3 separate regions of the Mus musculus genome follow, and all the other regions are linked to region 1. Evidence: chromatin contacts called from public Hi-C and HiChIP or PLAC-seq data. All regions are on one chromosome and are shown on one strand. Each heading gives the region's core, a stretch centred on a gene start, on an enhancer-like site or on the middle of the called end of the contact. The rest is flanking DNA. Distances are from core to core; before and after follow the strand shown. Region 1 holds the start of Hpdl (4-hydroxyphenylpyruvate dioxygenase-like). Region 2 holds the start of Eri3 (exoribonuclease 3). Region 3 holds the start of Pomgnt1 (protein O-linked mannose beta 1,2-N-acetylglucosaminyltransferase).

Region 1 (3,426 bases), core at 619-3,118:
TCAGGTCAGCTCTGATTGGAACTAGACATCACCTTACCCAGGCGGCTGAGCTATGCTGGCCTCTTAGTCTGCACCTGCAACAGGTGCTCCCTAGAGAGGTCAGCACAAAGGAAGATTTGTATCAAATTCCTTCCTCAACAACAGAATCATTCATTCAGGGTACATTTCACCTGTAATGAAACTTCAGAAAGTAAAAGGACTAACAGTCACAAAACTTGAAGGGTGGGTGGGAGGGAAATGCAGGAAGACACAGAGGCTCAGGAGTGTGGTTGCCTTACGACCGGATTCCTTTATTGATATTACCTAGACATTTTAGGGGTTCTTGCTGTTCTAAATCCCATCTCAGATACTGTTTGGGATGAAGATCACACCTGACCCTGAGGGAACTAGAGCCTTTCTATCTGGGTGTAGTTCTGTGGAGGTGTGGTCCAGCTCCTGCTGGCGTGTGTCAGTTCCAACAGGCAAGGAGCACCAAGGACAAGTGGCAACTCCCAGGCCTAGCCTGGGTTAGGCTCCCTGGGCCCTGGCTGCTTCCTCTTGCACCGACTGCCATAGTGCCCTGATGTTGTTCTGGCCAAAGCCTGTGGCCCCCTGTCTCTGAATCAGCTCCAGGAAGAAAGTGTCTTCGGCGAAGAGGGACTTGGTGAAGACCTGAAGCAAAAATTCGTCTTTATCACCATCCAGCAGGATTCCCTGCCGTTCTAGAAGGCCAGGCTTGTGCCCTGCGGCTAGAATTTGTTCTTCTTTGCCGGGCTGCTGGTAATAAGCTTCAGGAGGAGTCAGAAGCCGGCATCCCGCCTTCGCCATTCCCTCAGAAGCATCTATGATGTTAGGAGTGTACAGTCCTACGTGCTGCAGGCCTGGCCCCCCATGCCGGGTTAGAAATTGCTCTACCTGGTCCTGTTTGCTGTTGAGTCCCGGTAGGGACTCCGCCAGCACGAGGGTGGGGACAGTATTATTCGGCGGAGTCTGCAAGGCAGTAAGCCGTAGTCCCCCTCGCCCAGACCCTGCAGCCACCTTGAGGCCCATCTCCGGATCCTCACCTGGGCTCAGCGGCAAGTGATGAAAGCCTAGGCAGTCGTGGAACCAGCGCATAAGCATAGGGGAGCTGCCGGAGGTGCAGGCCAAGGTCAAGTGGTCCACGTGGCTGACCCAACCTGGGCCAGGTGTGCAAGGCAGAGGTCTGAACCCGGGCAGGAAGGATCCGCGATAGCCAGCACGCTGCAGCAACGTAAGGCTTAGATTACCAGCCGGAGAGCTGAGCACTGTGTAGGTGGCTGTGCCCTGTGCATCTCTCACCCTAGTGGGTGGTACCGGCATGATGCAGCCGCGAGCCGCCAGCGCGCGGGCGGCGCCGTCCACATCCTCCACGTCGAAGCACAGGTTCGTGGCACTGGGCACCGAATGATGCGGGTCCAGGCTGTACAGTGGCTCCTGGGGCCCGGTACCCTCATTCACTAGAAAGACAGCGTCCCCGCTGCGCAGGGCCAGCTGTCTCCAGCCGCCTGCTTCCCTCACCGCCAGGGGCTGGAAGCCGAAGACACGATGTAGGTCCCTCGCTAGGGGCTGCCCAGCTGGTACATGGAAAGCGATGTGACACAGGCGACGGGCGGGCGCAGTCATGGCGAGCCCAATTGCCGGCCACCCGGATCTGTTCTTCTGGGACCGCTCACTTGTTTAGAACTCCAAGACTCTTGGTCCAGGACTAGTAGTTGGAAGCCGGCGGAGTCCTGGTGTATCCGAAGATCGTGTTTCTTGGTCTTTTCTGGGCAGAGGTCGCGAAGTCAAACTTTGGGGGACTGACCCTCTCGGCAGGGCCACCTCAACCAGAAGCCGGCTGAGGACCACAGGCTCTGCAGGGTAAATTGTATGAGAACCACGCGGACGCTGTGCGGGGCGGACCAGGAGGTCAGGGTGGAGCCTGAGACTCCGCCTTTGACACTCCCTCCGGTCCAGAACCTGTCTCCCGGAGTACAGTGGGGACGAAGGGCAGTTCCTTCACAGGGCCTTGGACCAGGTCACACCCTTGGGCAACTAGCCACCCCTTCCGGGGCCCGGGAAGTAACAATAGCCACCTTCACTCTGTGCCAGGCGCTCTCTTCCCGCGACCTTAGAGCCTAAGGACTGCCCGTGTGGGGGAGGAGCCCCAATCCTTTCTCAACAGACGGAATTTTCTTGGCCTGGTACTTTTTTTTTTTTACAATTCAGAAGTTTGTGTTCAAGAACGGGCTCTGTTAACGTTTTATTTATTTATTTTTCTTTAAGTTTTATTGCATTATGATGAGAAAAGATACATAATTTCAATTTATCTTATTATTTTAATATTAAAATATTTTCAGTTACAGATTTTCAATCCCCAAATGGGGCGGAGAAATTGATAGAAGAGCAAGCGTTTACATTTCTCTGTATCTGGCAATCTGCACTTCACCTGACTCTTCAATTCTACTTCTAAGTGAGATTTGGAGGGATTAGAAAACTACTGTGTTTTGTTTGTTGTTCCTGAAAGGAACTATTGCTCATTGCCTTAGTAGGTCTCCAAGAACAGCCCAGGGTTGTTCTTCCTAAAGATATAAAGAAGTTGATACCTTCCTAAAGATATCAGCCAGGGGAACTCAAGATTCGTGAGATCACTAGAATGAGGAAACTGGAAGTCTTGTGAGACTTCAGCTGGAAGGTCCTTGAAGCAAGGTTATAGGACATTGAAAGGGCAAAATGAGGGAGCAAACCTGAGAGAAGAAGCAAGCCAGACTCGGAACAATTGTGTTGGGAAGACATTTGGGAAGGACAACATGCCCAGAAATTTGTCAGGAAGTGACAGAAGGCTGCCATAGGGGGACAAGACTTAGACAAGGAGGCTTGTCGAGGTCAGGGCCTCTTCCTCTGACCAGTGATCAGAAGAACATGGATTCCAGAGCTAAGCAGCCCTGGGTTAGAAATATCTCTGGGCTGGGCGTGGTGGGTCATGCCTTTAACCCCAGCACTCAGGAGGCAGAGGCAGGCAGATTTCTGAGTTCCAGGACAGCCTGGTCTACAAAGTGAGTTCCAGGACAGCCAAGGCTACACAGAGAAACCCTGTCTTGGAAACAAACAAACAAACAAATAAACAAAAAACAAAAAAGAGAAATATCTCTAACATGTACTCACAGGACTTTGGTCATGTTGGATAATTTCTCAGTTTCCTTATCTACAAAAATGAGCTTTCGCCAGGCGTGGTGGCGCATGCCTTTAATCCCAGCACTCAGGAGGCAGAGGCAGGCAGATTTCTGAGTTCGAGGCCAGCCTGATCTACAAAGTGAGTTCCAGGACAGCCAGGGCTATACAGAGAAACCTTGTCTCAAAAAACAAACAAACAAACAAACAAACGAGCTCTCACCCCAACACTAGGGATCAATGCTAGGGTCTCACACAGGCTGGGCAAGCACCCTA
Region 2 (3,426 bases), core at 682-3,181, 730 kb after region 1:
AGTCTATAACCGTAGTCATTGGATCTGCTCTATTTTCTAGGGTCAGCTGCCGCTGCCTTCTCCTCCTCCTCCTCTTCCTCCTTTCCCTCCTTGTCCTCTTCCTTCTTCTTCTAAGTGTATGTGGGTGTTTTGCTTGCATGGATGTCTGTGCGCCACTTGTATGCAGTGCCTGAGGAAGCCTGAAGAGTGCATTAAATCCCCTAAAACCAGAGTTATAGATGGTTGTGAGCTGCCATGTGGGTGCTGGGAATCAAACTCAGGTCTTCTAGGATAGTCCTAGAATACAGATTCTTTTTTTTTTTTAAGACTTATTTATTATATGTAAGTACACTGTATCTGTCTTCAGACACCCCAGAGGAGGGCATCAGATCTCATTATGGACAGTTGTGAGCCACCATGTGGTTGCTGGGATTTGAACTCAGGACCTTTGGAAGAGCAGTCAGTGCTCTTAACCGCTGAGCCATCTCTCTAGCCCATTGTTTTACTTTTTATATTATCTTTTCATTGCCCATCCCTTCCATTTCCTTTCCTATAGAAAAGCTCCTTGAGGATATGGATTTTATATGTCTTACCATGAAACCATCAGCAACAGACAGTGCCCAATTCTGAAGTATAAACACGCATTGACGAATGGGCCAATCCAGGTTAATGTTTATGTAACGATAAGAAGAAGAAGCTCCAGTTTTAGTTCCAAGATTTGGGGACAGGCAATCGTGGCTCTCCTTTTCTCAGTTGGGGTGAGTGATATCTGTCTCTGTTGCAGTTTACTCCTTCATTTGTCAGAAACACATTATTGCATAGCTGCTCTATGACTGACACCATACTGGGTATAAGCCATGCAGCATGAACAATATGGAAATGAATAGCTATCTTAAACGAGTTTCAATTCCTGGGAGAGAGATGGCAGGGAGACAATTGTAAAGTGCTGTGCTCAGTTCTGTAGGTTCACAGTAGAACCATCTAACCCATTATGTGCATGAGATTAAAGAAGGCATTCTCTGATATGGGGATTACAGGCATTTCCAGCTCAGGCAGGAACCATTATATTAAGATCTCAGAGGTGGCAGGGTCCAGAACTGATATTAGCTGTCTTAAAGGAAAATAGCAGGTGGCAGACAGAGGAGCTTGGTAACTGAAGATGGCTCCTAAGATGGATCTGACTGAGAGGCTGTCAAAATCACCAGTGGCTTAAGACTGATGCTTCCCATTTCATAACGTGGATTCCCAGAGAAGCACAGCTAAGATGGAGACACTCACCCATCGCTTTAGGTGAAGTTCTCCCCAGCTGCCTGGAGAGACTGACTGTGAAAGACCCACTACAGCTATGGCCAGAAACCTTGTTAACCCTGACAGTTCCTCTGAGGGCCTCAACAAGCCAGAAGCTTCCTCCTCAGAAAGGCCCTTCAGAAATCTCAGCATTTTCTTTTTAGCTGAATTCGCCTCCCTTCTTTCCAGATTTCCCTCAGGCCCGCATCAGAAAGTAGATAACGATTACTTGTTGACAATGAATCACAGAAAAGTGTCGCCTAAAGAGAATGTCTCCTAAGCCCATACTCACCGAATGCCTACAGTCAAGGTGGGGAAAATAAGTAGAGCATCTGGGTCATTTTAGGCCTGACGAAGATTTCGGGTTATTTTATTATTATCATTTATTTATTTTTTAAGAAAACCCCTTTCACTGTTTAGAAGTGACCCTCCCTTTCTCTTTTGAATACGTGGCTCCTCTAAACTACAAGTCCCACAAGGCCCAGAGCCAACGGTCACCATCTTGACACACCTTAACGCGCATGTCGGCGGGAGAGAGAGCGTTTGGAGAGAAGAAGCCCCGCCTTACTCCAGCTCATTGGCCAAAGGCGCTAGCAGCGGGCTCAGCGGTTGGCTACCACGCCCGCCCGTCCACCGCGTCGGTCGGGGTCAGAGTGCGCGGAGGTGAGTCGGTGTGTTGTGGACTCGTGGTGCTGGCTGCCGCTGTTGAGGCTGCCTGGAACGGGCTGTGGGAAGCGGGCGGAGCTGGCCCTGCTTCTGCCTGGCCAGCGCCGCAGGCGGCGCGGGCCGTGCCCGCTGCCGTCAACTGCCCGGAGCGTCTGCTGAGGCCGAGGGAGACGCCGGGGCCTGCACCTGGAGAGAGCCTGCCGTGCTGGCCCGGAGGAGGGGGCGTTGCCATGGCGACAGCCTCTCCGGCAGCTGACGGGGGGCGGGGGCGGCCCTGGGAAGGAGGGCTGGTCTCCTGGCCCCCTGCCCCTCCCCTTACGCTTCCCTGGACCTGGATGGGCCCGAGCTGGGGGCAACACCCTGGGGTGGGTGAGATTGAGAGGGCCCCCAGCTTGGGCCCTGGTTAATGCATGCGGGGTGTGGGTCGTGGCGCGCACACTTAAGGAGCCTGGGATTCTGGCCTGGTGCTCACCCTGGATGTTAGAACTCTGGGCGAAGGGATAGCTGGGGAGGGCGGTGGGGGAGCTCGGCTTTGCGAGAGAGACTGGGTGAGTTGATGAAAGGGCCTGGTTTGAGATTTCTGGAGAAGGAGAGAGGTTTGACCAGATAAAGTAGAAGATTAAGGAATTATTTATAGACTACCCCCTCCGCATCTTGGCACAGGCACACATGCTAGCACTTTACTTCCTTGTAAGTCACAAGCTGTGGGTAATAATGGTGGACAGAGGTGGACAGAGTGGAGAAAGAGCCTTAACCCAGGTAGCTTTTTGTATGTCTTTATTGCAAGTGGTCCAGCAACAGGTGTCTTCTTAAAACAAAGAAAGCATGACTTGGGTTGAGTTCTTGTGAAATGTCAGCTGCTCGACGTTGGCCTGGAAGATGCTGGGTATGGGGCCCCTCATCTGGAGATACAGAGCTTGCCCCTCAGGCTGGATTTCGCAATGACTGGGGCCAATAATTGTCTCTGACCATTTTTGTGGCTTGCATTTGCTAGTGCATTTCATTGGTTTCCCAGCCCAAGGGCAGCAAAACATGAATCCCATTGGCCAAAGACTAAGCTATTTAACTGTAGTAGATTGTGATTGGCCGAATGATTTTTGACTGTAGAGTTTGTACCAGAAAACTGGCTTCATCAAATTCAGCTTTATTCTGACTTTATCATACACAGTATACCTTGTTTTAGTGGGCTCGGTCTTGGACCTTAAGTATATTATACTTGAATCGCCCACCATTTAAAAGCCAATTTATAACAGTGACTTGGAGTGTGACTCCACTAATGTATGCCTGTGATCTTGGTTAGAAACCCACTTGGCTGCCTGTCGGCAGGTGCTGCCTGGGGGAAGGGAGCTGCCGGGAAGTGATTGATAAGGTTTCCTTTATGGATTCTGTGGTGCTTCACTGGAGCTCAGAGCACTTTGGCAACTTAAGCACTCCAAATTAAAAGCTCATTAACAATTCCTGCCCAAAGATCCTGTAAATAATCAGCCAGTTAGG
Region 3 (3,426 bases), core at 341-2,840, 670 kb before region 1:
GAATCCAGAAGAGATCTGAGAGCAGGTAGAGATGATGTCAGTAGCTGTGAAATTGTGGGTCTTGTGAAGAGATGCAGCAGGCAGGGGAGCCTGGCGCTCAGACACAGGGGAGCCTGGCGCTCAGACACAGGGGAGCCTGACGCTCAGGAGGGAATCTAGGACTGCACATGCAAGTTTGAGAATCTGGACATTAATAAGGATCATGAGAAGACAAGATCATGGACAGTAAACCTGACGACAGAAGAGGGTCAGAGGCTAATGTGAGAACTTCTGCTGACTTGATTTTTTTAAAAAGACTTATTTTATATATGTGAGTACAATGTCATTGTCACTATCTTCAGACACACCAGAAGAGGGCATCAGATCCCATTACAGATGGTTGTGAGCCACCATGTGGTTGCTGGGAATTGAACCCAGGATCTCTGGTAGAGCAGTCAGTGCTCTTAACCACTGAGCCATCTCTCCAGCCCCTGCTTTTTTTGATGTTTAAATAAGAAAAACTTCAGTATAAAGAACATGTAAAAAACCAAAACATTTTTTGTTTCTCAGAGCAGGTTGCACTTCAAAATCCTGACTTGTTCTAGAACTCATGTTGTAGACCAAGTTGACCTTGAATCTATGGCAATCCTCCTTCCTCAGTTCCTAAGTGCTGGGAACCCAGGAGTGAGCTACTGTGGGTCTTAGCATCTTGTTATGAAAGTGGACTTGCCTCACACAGCCTTCCCTCACCTATATAGGAATGCAACACCACTTCCAACCTGGCAAGCACTGCTATCATATCGAAAGATGCCAACACTTTTGGAGTCCTCAAAAAAAAAAAAGTGTAAATAAATAAAGTGTTGCTGGGCATGTTGTACACTCCTTTAATCCTAGCATTTAGGAGGCAGAGACAGGTGAATTTCTGTGAGTTCAAGTTCAGCCGGGTCTACATAAGGAGTTCCAGGATAGCTAGGGCTATAAGGAGATAGGTAAGCTCCTGCTTCCTCAGAAAAGAACTAATCAGGAGCTGGAGATGGCTCAGTGGTTAAGCACACCTGGTGCTCTTCTAGAGGAGCGGTTGGGATCACAACTTTAATTTGGGCTCCAGGGGTATCAGACTGAGGTCTAGTCTCTTCAAGGAGCGCCCGCACTACCTGCACATGCACACAATCAAAGAGCATTTTTGGTTTTCTTTAAAGATGGGGTAGTCACGGTGCCTCTTAATCATGGTTTATGAAATCGAGTTAACGTAAGCGCTCAAAATAGTAGCGGAGCAGGTTTCTAATCCTCTCCTCCCCGGCCTGGAAACAGCCTTGCGGGGCTGGGCCAGGCCTCGGAGCTGCAGCCCTCTGATCCTGGCTTGCCCAGTGAGCTGGCCCGAGGTCCCGGAATGCCGCTTGCTCCGGCTCCGCGGTGCGGGGATGTGCTCTCGCCCGAGGTCCACTCGTGCGGACCGTAACCCTGCCAGACAGGCAGAGTACGCCGGCTCCCCTCGCGCTGCAGACGCCCGGCCGCGGCCGCCGCCCTAAGCGCCGCCCGCCGCCCTCTCACCCCGCGGCGGCGGCGGCGGCGGAAGCGGCGGGGCGGGCCGGCCGGGCCGGGGCGGGGCGCGAGAGGCATGGAGGAGGCGGAGGCCGCGGAGGCCGCGGCGCGCGGGGCCGAGCTGTGCGGGCCCGAGCGCGGCCCGAGCGGGGCCCGGGGCCCCTGAGCCGTAAGTGCCTCCCAGTGCGGGTCTCAGAGGGGTGATGCGGGCTGGGTGGGTCTTCTGAACCTTCCGGCGTCCCTGATCCCTGAGAGGAGAGGAGTTGAGCCAGATGGGAAGAGACGAGGGTGGAGGATTGGGGTGCAGGAGGTCGCTGTTACTGTTCTACCCCAGGGCTGGGAAGGACTGGGATTTGGACCTTTTAAGGACTGATGAATCGTTAAGAGTTGATTGAGTTACTGGCCTCCGCCGCTAAGGCCCTGATCCTGCACACAGTTCCTCTAGCCCCAGGGAATTTTCAGGTGATCCAACTCCTCCAAAGATTTTCTGGCCAGACCCAGAGAAGTTAAGCCACGTTGCCTAGGGCACACAGCTCAGCAGTTTGCTGAGAGAAGTCATTCCAGAAGGCATTAAGCTTTGGGACAAGCATCTTACTCTATGTGACTCTATATATAGTCCCCTCAGATTCCTGAAGTCATGGACTGGCCGGGACAGGGGTGACTCCCTAATCCAGTATGGATGACTGGAAGCCCAGTCCCCTCATCAAGCCCTTTGGGGCTAGGAAGAAACGGAGCTGGTACCTTACCTGGAAGTATAAACTGACAAACCAGCGGGCCCTGAGGAGATTCTGTCAGGTAAATGAGGTCCCACGTGTCCCAAAAGCTGCTCCCTAACTTTACTCTAACAGACTAGGAACTAACTACCTTGGCTATCAAGAAGAGGCAGCAAATTCCTGGAGGGGAAACCTCTGTCTGTTACAGCCTTCTCAGGCAGTGGTTTAGAGCCAGGATTCTGGAATCAGAACCCTAGTCTGACCTCGGCATCCAACAGAAACCAGAAGTCTGGTCAGGCAGGCTTTGCCCCTGACACCCAACTGTCAGGCAGTGTGGCCCACGTTCTTCTGTGTCTCTGGCTCTCCGCTGTGGTTCTCGGGTCCTAAATCCATCTCAAGGAACTAGTTATGGAGGGGACCAAGGAAGTCAAGGACTCAAATGGGAAAATACAAGACCACGGGGTAGGAAGGACCTGGTTGGTGGAGGGAAACCTGCCAGGGAACATTCTCTGGGAGATGGCCACAAATCCGTGTCCTTATTGGGAACCAGAAAGTGGAGAGACTGGTCCCTGTGTCCTCTTCAGCCAAGGTCATACTTTCAGAAGGCCCTTGTGATCTGGAGAGGGCTGGCTGCAGTCACCCCCATTTTCCTACTCAGACAGGGGCTGTGCTTTTCCTGCTGGTGACCGTCATTGTCAACATCAAGTTGATCCTGGACACTCGGAGAGCAATCAGCGAGGCCAATGAAGACCCAGAACCAGAGCAAGACTATGGTGGGGACCAGCTGAGGGTGCGGGAGGGGGGCGGGGGACGGGACGGGACCTGGGGTCTCATGGCAGGAATGGCGTGCACATCCCACAGGGTGTGACTCTGCTAGTGAGTCATCGCCCACGCCTGTTACAATTCCCTCTCCAGATGAGGCCCTAGGACGTCTGGAGTCCCCTCGGCGCAGAGGCAGCAGTCCCCGACGGGTGCTGGATGTGGAAGTATACTCCAGTAGAAGCAAAGTGTATGTGGCTGTGGATGGCACCACGGTGAGTTGGACCAGCATCTTCAGTCCATTCAGAGCACGGTGGGAACCGTCACCCTCTGCCTATTGGCTTGGACTTATTAGGATTAAGTAAATGGTCTATGAAATGTCTATGTGGCGAAGGCTTGGCAGTGATCAGGGGCGTTAGCGGGCAGCTAACTC

The links. Hi-C and Micro-C count contacts between places; a contact is called where the count stands out from the background. HiChIP or PLAC-seq counts read pairs in DNA pulled down with a chosen protein or histone mark.
Region 2: a Hi-C map of CD8 T cells shows a contact between it and region 1, with 4 times the contacts expected there. The contact joins the promoter of Eri3 here to the promoter of Hpdl in region 1. A contact is called at or near these places in 5 of 484 Hi-C or Micro-C datasets (CD4 T cells, CD8 T cells, natural killer cells and 2 more), 1 of 115 datasets of contacts at active chromatin or transcription factors (memory CD8 T cells) and 1 of 9 other capture datasets (pancreatic islet).
Region 3: a contact with region 1 is called in an H3K4me3 HiChIP or PLAC-seq map of neural tube, with 3 times the contacts expected there. The contact joins the promoter of Pomgnt1 here to the promoter of Hpdl in region 1. A contact is called at or near these places in 1 of 39 promoter capture datasets (erythroid cells), 3 of 115 datasets of contacts at active chromatin or transcription factors (bone marrow-derived macrophages, embryonic stem cells and neural tube) and 3 of 9 other capture datasets (liver, macrophages and pancreatic islet).

Annotation. Positions count from the first base shown.
Region 1 is chr4:116,819,640-116,823,065 of GRCm38.p6, forward strand. It overlaps Hpdl (4-hydroxyphenylpyruvate dioxygenase-like), which reads right to left and starts at 1,869. Exons shown (of 1, transcript NM_146256.3): 1 at 268-1,869. The coding sequence starts at 1,623. The coding sequence ends at 508.
Region 2 is chr4:117,548,434-117,551,859 of GRCm38.p6, forward strand. It overlaps Eri3 (exoribonuclease 3), which reads left to right and starts at 1,932. Exons shown (of 9, transcript NM_080469.4): 1 at 1,932-2,297. The coding sequence starts at 2,163.
Region 3 is chr4:116,148,928-116,152,353 of GRCm38.p6, forward strand. Pomgnt1 (protein O-linked mannose beta 1,2-N-acetylglucosaminyltransferase) reads left to right here and starts at 1,591. Exons shown (of 22, transcript NM_026651.2): 1 at 1,591-1,690; 2 at 2,138-2,316; 3 at 2,893-3,007; 4 at 3,150-3,268. The coding sequence starts at 2,197.